Linked DNA regions of Triticum aestivum: region 2 is linked to region 1. A link is a contact called in public Hi-C data. All regions are on one chromosome and are shown on one strand. The core of a region is the stretch at or near the end of the contact, and the rest is flanking DNA. Distances in the headings are between cores, read along the strand shown.

Region 1 (3,761 bases), core at 643-3,142:
TGACAACAAGCTGCCAGTGAATGGACGCAGCAGCATTTGCAGGGAAAACAAGCGTTGTACTGATACAACGGCAGACGATATAGGTGCCGGCCGCAGACTAAAAACAAGTTTAGTACGTCTGACCCTACGTGAGCATGAGAAAAGGTCGAAAGGACTTTGAGAAGGAAAAGAGGAGTCGAGCCTACTGGATGTGGACTGCAGACAGGAGAAAGGACAAATTTGACAAATTTGACCTACAAACAAAATCAAATCACAGAATGAACTGTCCGTGAAACTATTTCACGCGGCTGACCCGTGGCGCCTAGCTATCAGGCGCTGCACTAGTGCAACGCCTGGGAGCTAGGCGCTGCACTACTGCAACGCCTAGGAGCTAGGCGCTACACTGTATAGTGTGGCGCCTAGCTCTCAGGCGCAGCATACTGACTTAGTAATTTTCTGATCACACGGGTGCGACGTTGGCCGTGTAGCGCCTATCTGTGAGGCATTGCACAATGTAGTGTGGCGCCTTCGTGTCGCGCGTCGCACAAAAAGATCAGCCGCGTGAAATAGTTTCACGAATAATTCATTCTGTGATTTGATTTCGTCTATAGGTCAAATTTGCCAGGAGAAAGCAAAGCAAGGTGACCGACTCGGTGAAGGACGATAACATGAAGTGGAAGCGAATGGCAGCAGGGCGGACCAATTCTCCCCGGATGCCGACAAGCGGCACCCAGCTCGCGCTATCCTCTGCACACGATTACTGCGTCGGGCGTACGTACGCGGCAATTCAAAACAGGCTACCGGGAACATACGCTTTGGGCCACAAAAATGATGCTGTATTGAAAAACTATTAGGATATGCAACGTAAAAGTATTAGCATAAGGAACGTGTTTATGTTTCTCGTAACATAGTATATACGCAAACGTTCATACATACGCATATACATTCGCCCCTATAAATACACGGGCACACACATCTCCCTACAAGCATCTCCGAGAGACTGAGCTGATATATCATGTTAAGATTAACGAAATTGTCACAGCGCTTTGCTACTCGACGGGAACGTCTCCCCGAACTAAACATACATCGCTAGAAGGTCTAGAATAAATTCAGAAAAATGCGAGCACGAGTGTCAAATCTAGACTTGAACCATGATGGACTAGGATACCATTGTCTTTCTAATCATTCAAATATAAATTGGTTCACATGTACGTGCCTATGTTGTATGTACATATGCCATGTCTGCACGAAGAATTTCAATCATGAAAAGGTCAAAAGGAAAAAACCACTAATATAACTATATGCTCGAATCTGCTAATTTAGGTGTTAAGGTTCTCTCTATTGTCTTTTCTTCAGGGGAAAATGAGTTTATATTACTGCATTGGAGTGTTACACTCGTTTTGGCATTTGCTTGCAACAACATCAGGCCTGAGCCGAGCCAAACTACAGTGTGCTGTGAGCATCTCCCCATGTTTGTCAGACAATGGGCATCATCATTAATTCTTCTACTGATAGTAACAATCATAGTTTCCCTTTCCTAAAGTAACCTTTTAATTTCGCCAACCATGGAGTCTACAGGTGAACGATTGACGCCGGCCTCCTGAATGTACATGGCGGCTTGTTGACAGTCAAGCTCTACAATGAGAGGGGATGAACATCTCTCTAGCGCCAGCGCCACTCCATCCATACATGCTACTAATTTCAGCTTCAAGAGGAAATGAGCAGGATAACAGATATCTACACGATGAAAAAATTATAGTGCCGTGCGCATCTCGCAGCACCATGCCCTCTCCTCCAATGGAAGAAGATTCCACGAAGGAACCGTCCACATTTATCTTCACCCAGTCAGCTCGAGGCTTGGACAATTGCTTCGTCGTGCAGGAGTTTGAAGCCGTCGTTGTCGGGGTCGCTTTTGCATATGCTGGGCCTATTATCACAAGTGAGGACCATTTTTACCTTTAACAATGTCTCCTGATGGGTGCTGCTTGATACAAAGCAATGACTCCATGTAGCTATCGAGGAAACGACGTGAAGATTTAATAGTCGGTGTCGGCTTGGAGTGGGTCACCTCGTTTCGGTAGTGCCAAGCGCGCCAAAACATCATGAGTATCACCATTTGATTCGTCTCTATGTGTTGGTCCAGGAGACAGTGCAGCCATTCCGAGACGGTATTCTGCACACTTGCAAGCTCCGGGAGTGGCAAGAGCCACCGTCATCGGGCATCTGCAGAAATTATGGTAGGCGTTCTCTCGTTCCACCCCACATATGACACAAACATCAGAGATTTCCAGGTGGCGGATACATTTGTTTTCCATAGTAGCAAGAGAATCGGTAGCTAGTCGTCGGGCAAACATTCGTACCTTAGGAGGAGTAGGGCACCTCTATAACATCGTCCAAACAACACGATGGCCATCCAATGCCCTGCTCATGGCGCACCTCATAGTACGAAATTTTTCCTCGGAGGCGAGCTTGTAAGCGCTCCTCACGGAAGATTCTCTCTATTGTTGACATCAATTTTTGAAAGTTCCTTTTATTGCGAAAACGGACGATGACATGAAGTGTAAGTGAATGGCAGCAAGGCGGATTAATTCTCTCCGCATGCCAACAAGCCGCATGGGACATCCTATTTAGCGCACAAAAAGCAATGGGTGACGCGCAAACGTGCAACCTCCGCTTCCCATGCAAACTTCTGGGTCGGCCCATGTGTGGGGGGCAGGGCACGCCCTTGCTTTGTTCCTTCTTTTTTTTCTTAGTTTTTGCTTCTTTAAAAAATGTCCGGGATTCCAAAAAAGGTTTTGAACTTCAGAAAATGTTTAAGGTTTTGATATTTTTGACAAATTTCAAAACATGTCCACAAAATTAACAATTATTCCCCGCATTACAAAAGTTGTTCCGATTTTCAAATATTGTGAATTTGATAATGTTCCTGGATTTCAAAAAGATTCAAGATTTTTTTTATAGGTGTTAGCAGTTTCAAAAGATGTGCCAATTCTCAGTAATGGTTTATATATTCAAAAGGACGTTCATGAATTTAAGAAATATTATAAATTTCAAAAACGTTCTCTGACCCAAAAAATTCTCGCGGACTCATATTTTTTATGAATTTAAGAACCTGTTCCCAAATTACCAAAAATGTTCACAAATTTTAAGAATTGTTCACTACTTTAAAAAAGAAATCATCGATTCAAAAAATGTTAAAGATGTTTTTTTAAGTCAGAAATTTAAAAAATGTTCATGAATTTCAAGAGTTCAAAAAAGGTTCAGAAATTTCAAAAATATATTCACAAGTTTTAAAAACGTTCAGGGATTTCAAACAAAATGCATGAATTTAAAAATATTCACGAGTTTGATTTTTTATAAATTTAAAAATGTTTGCATATTTGAAAAACCATGAATTTCAGAATTGTTCACGTTTTTGAAAGAGTGTTCACGAATTGTAAAAACCTTCGCATGTTTGAAAAAGCATCCATTCAAAAAAATAATCATTGATTTCAGAACATATTCATGAGTTTGAAAATGGTTCATGAATTTGAGAAGAGTTAGCATATTTTAAGAAGCATGAATTCAAAATAAATTCTCGATTTTATGATGAATTTAAAATTGTTCACGATTTCAAAAAGTTTATGAATTTGAAAAAAATTGTAATTTTTTGATAAAGTTCATGAATATTTTAAAGAGTTTGCCGATTTGATAAGATAAAAAGGAAAATTAAAAAAAAGACGGATAGAAAAAAGATCCAGACTAACGGGCCTGCCCTTTACCGTAGGTGGTGGTGCGCATTT
Region 2 (3,761 bases), core at 768-3,267, 450 kb before region 1:
TGATTTGCTAAAACCTGGCACGTTCGGGAGTTATTGATTCCGAAAAAACTACTACTAGTGACGGATTTTAAAACAAGAACACCCCCACCAAAAATCACGAGAAGCGAACCCAAAAAACGGACAGTCGATCTTCCACGGAAAAAAAACAAGAGACCTGAACCACCACCATCGCCTCCCTCGATCTCGCCACCACCGCTGTACAGTTTGTGATCGCATTTGCCGCTGGGTGGGTCTCCTCACCGCAGTAGGTCGGAGCGGGTGCCGGAGAGCTCCCTGCGGAGGCGGTGCGAGAAGAGCCTGCACGCGTCCATGCTCAGGTCCACGGCTGCCGCCAGCGCCACGAACGCCGCCGCGTCCTCCGCGCACCCGACGTGCGGCACCCCCACCTCCACCGTCGGCCGGCTGCACCGCCCTTCGCCCTGCACTGCCGCAGACATCACGAACCCGCGGTAGCTCCCGAAGGGCCAGAGACCGTACCCGCCGCTGAAATCACCACTCCCGCGCGGGCTGCACCCAGGCGACCCGCTCCGGCCGAAGGGCTGCGCCGCCGTCAGGTCGATGACGAAGCGCCCCCCGCGGGAGGAAGGGACGTTGGACTCGGCGACAGAGACGCCGACGCCCATTCCGGTTGGGTCAGGAATCAGGAGCTCGAACCGGTACCCGAGGCTGTCGCCGGCCGCGCCAGCGCCACGCTCGCGCCAGCATTCCAGGCGGCCCCACGGCTTCCAAGTGCCGTCGCCGGGCCGGAGTACAAGCCACGCGCCCGGGTTGGACCGGCTCACGCGGTCGTAACCGGGGGACGCCACAAACGGCGTAACCATGGACGCCAGTGCCACTGGCGAACCCGACAGGTCGTGCACCGTCACCGACCATCCCTTCCGCTCCTTCCCTGCGCGCTCGCGGTCGGAACCGAAGGACATCAGCCAGTTGCGGCTGCCACTCCCCGGATCGGAGTGCATTGATCTGGAACACCGAAATTTTGAGGAATTCCGTCAGAACAAAACAACATTTGTTTGGGAATTGATGAAGTTGAATTGTTCAGCATGACGACGATGACTCACCGAGAGCGGAGGTCGCTGTTGCTGCGACAGGAGAACTTGCAGGTGAACATGGGCTGCATCATGCCGCCCTGCACCTGGAGCACCTGCGGGCTGCACTCAGGCTCGCCATCGAACTGGAACACGAAGCGCGGGTCGGGCTCGGCGCGAACGGTGAGGTTAAGCTGCGCGGAGCCGGAGACGGCAGAGGCCTTACGGCCGCGCTTGTTGATGGAGAGCCAGCCGCTGTGGAACACGATGGGCTTCCCCACCGCGGTCTTGAGGTCCAGCGGGATGACCACCTTCCCGAGCAGCCGGCCGGAGTTGACCCCGCAAGTGGTGCCCCGCCGCCCGGCGTACACGGCAACCTTGAGCATCGCGGATCGGGCGACGAACAGGGACGGCTTGGCCGTGACGCGGTCGAGGTCGGCCTTGGAGAGGTGGAAGGCGGCCGCCAGTGCGCCCGTCTCGGCGGGACCCTGCGTCATGTCGTCCGAGGGCAGCAGCGGGGCCGCGGCAGTCTGAAGCGGCAGCTTGTTGAGCCGGATCGTGCAGTAGCACGGCGAGGTGGTGGGGTGCACGCCGGCGCCGGCGCCGGCGGGGCGCGGGGCGACCGGCATTTTGAGGGCCAGGTTGCCGACCAGCACCCGCACGAACGGGCACGGGTCCATCTCAAGGCCCTGCTTCCACTCTCACTACGGCCACCTCGTCCTTTGTATCTTCTTGTTCTTCTCGGCCGTGGCTGGCCTCTGTATCTTGGTTCTGTTTCTTTGCAACGGCGATGGCGGAGCAAGAAAAGGTTGATGTTCTGGAGAGACGATGGGGAAGGTGTGGTGACGAGGGATAATAGGGTACAAAGCCCGCCTTTGGGTGTAGCCAGCCTGGATCCCCTTAGCTGTGGCCGGGGCGGAGCGGGGCCTCCTATTCCAACCCATCCACCTCCCGTAGCACCCACCTACAGATGGGTCCGACCATACCTGGTCCACCAGTCGTTGGTTTAAGAAAACATCTCATGACGGTGTCTCTGGAAAAGCGGCCGGCTCGGAGGTGTGACACGCGACCGCACTGGATCCGGCCATGCGGAGCTCTCCCCTGCACTCTCGCGGTACCGACTTTTTTTTTGAAGCTATTCTCGCGGTGGCGACTTTTCCCCTCAGCAATAGTATAAACGTTCCCTGTTCTTTTTACTTTTTGATAATTAAATTAACGTTTCCCTGTTTTTCTTTTGGTTTGCCGCCATGGCAACGGAAACCCCATGCGAAAGCTTTGCACAGAGCATCCGTTTGTGTCCGCAACCAATTCAAGGCATCTTCAAGGGCGGTACGTAAATTTCTTCTCGCATCCCTTCATGAACAGGACCAGTCCATGAATATAAATGCGGGACGTCGTCAACCAACGTTGCACGCATATATTTTAAACGAGGTAATAACATCCCAGGTCCTTATACTTGCACAGCATGTGATGGTTTAGTCCTTTTACTTGCAAAAGTGAATTATTTCGTCCCTAAACTTGTCATGGAGGTGCAAGTTTAGTCCTCGGCCAATCACAGCTCGCCTAGTGGATGCCAAGTGGACTAGCTAGTCAGCGCGCCGCATTTTGCAGTTAGGCCCCTGCCTTTGCCCTGTATACACACGCAGTGCACCACCAAGTGGAATAGAAAACACCTGAATAAATGTTGTCTCCCCCGGTCAATCATTGTATCTCCTGTTCCCTCGTCTTTGCCTCTCCCACCGTTGGAGCTGCTGCCGCTGGAGGCTGAGCTGGCTGCGGGCTGACGTCAGCCACCATGGCGACATCGTCGGAGCTCACCGGCGGTGTGCAGCCGAATGCTTCCGTCCATCAAGTTAGGCCGCACGGTGTCTTCCCGCCTGATTACGGTGTGTGTTCATCATCAACTCTGTCCATCCTCCTCCGCTTTGCTTCTCCTCCTTTGTCGCACGTAGCACCGACGAATCAGTCTGTTTTGAGAGCGATTCATGTACATCCAGTGGTACTTATTGCCTATTGTTCTTCCAGTGGCGTAAAGAACTGATTTTGGGGGCAGATTTTAGTCTAGGGTTTAGGTATTTCTATTTTAGGTAAAAGTTTAGGGTTCATGTGCTGCTATGGATTTAGTCCGCAAGGTAGTCATTGCAAAGTGTGTGGAATAGTTAACAGATCATGACTGTAACATAAATAACCAATTGTTGACTTGATTTGTTCAGTTAATCTGCAAGATGCAGTTAACTGAAAATTCTAGTTAATTAACTGCAGTTTCAAGATGCAGTAACTGAATTTTCGTCAGTTAGCTATATTGTTGTAGTTGATTTTGATCTTTTGAGGGGTGCATATCTTTGTTGTACTAGATTTGTTCGATAAATCTGCAAGAGGTAGTTAACTGAATTTTTGCATGTAGTTTACAAGATGCAGTTAACTGAATTTGTGCTTATATTCTGCTCTATACTTGTTATGTTGATGTTTGTGCTTATATTCTGCTCTATGTGGCTGCAGTGTGTGATTCAGCAATGGGACAGAGTGTGGATACTCCTTTCTTTACACTAGAACTTGAGCATGGTGGACTTTTCTATGGACCAACAAATAGCATGGAGTATTACAATCCATCTGTGGAGGTGATTGATTATGTTGATGCTGGTTCATTCTCATATGCAGTCATTGAAGAGCATCTAAAATGGCTGGGATATCCTATCAATGAGCACATAATTTACTGGCCAAGACCTGGTAAAC

Evidence for each region. Hi-C and Micro-C count contacts between places; a contact is called where the count stands out from the background.
Region 2: a Hi-C map of leaf shows a contact between it and region 1, with 4 times the contacts expected there. The contact joins the promoter of LOC123052897 here to the enhancer-like site in region 1. A contact is called at or near these places in 3 of 5 Hi-C or Micro-C datasets (leaf and an unstated tissue) and 1 of 1 datasets of contacts at active chromatin or transcription factors (leaf).

Annotation. Positions count from the first base shown.
Region 1 is chr2D:311,695,427-311,699,187 of IWGSC CS RefSeq v2.1, reverse strand. No RefSeq gene overlaps it. Among protein-coding and RNA genes, the nearest start is that of LOC123049258, 41 kb to the left of the region's middle. Within about 2 kb of position 1,892, at least 2 of the 8 cell types and tissues checked have an H3K27ac peak or open chromatin away from gene starts, as enhancers often do. A contact at or near this core is called in leaf, where this site is marked.
Region 2 is chr2D:312,143,734-312,147,494 of IWGSC CS RefSeq v2.1, reverse strand. It overlaps LOC123052897, which reads right to left and starts at 2,017. Exons shown (of 3, transcript XR_006425154.1): 1 at 1,062-2,017; 2 at 1-963.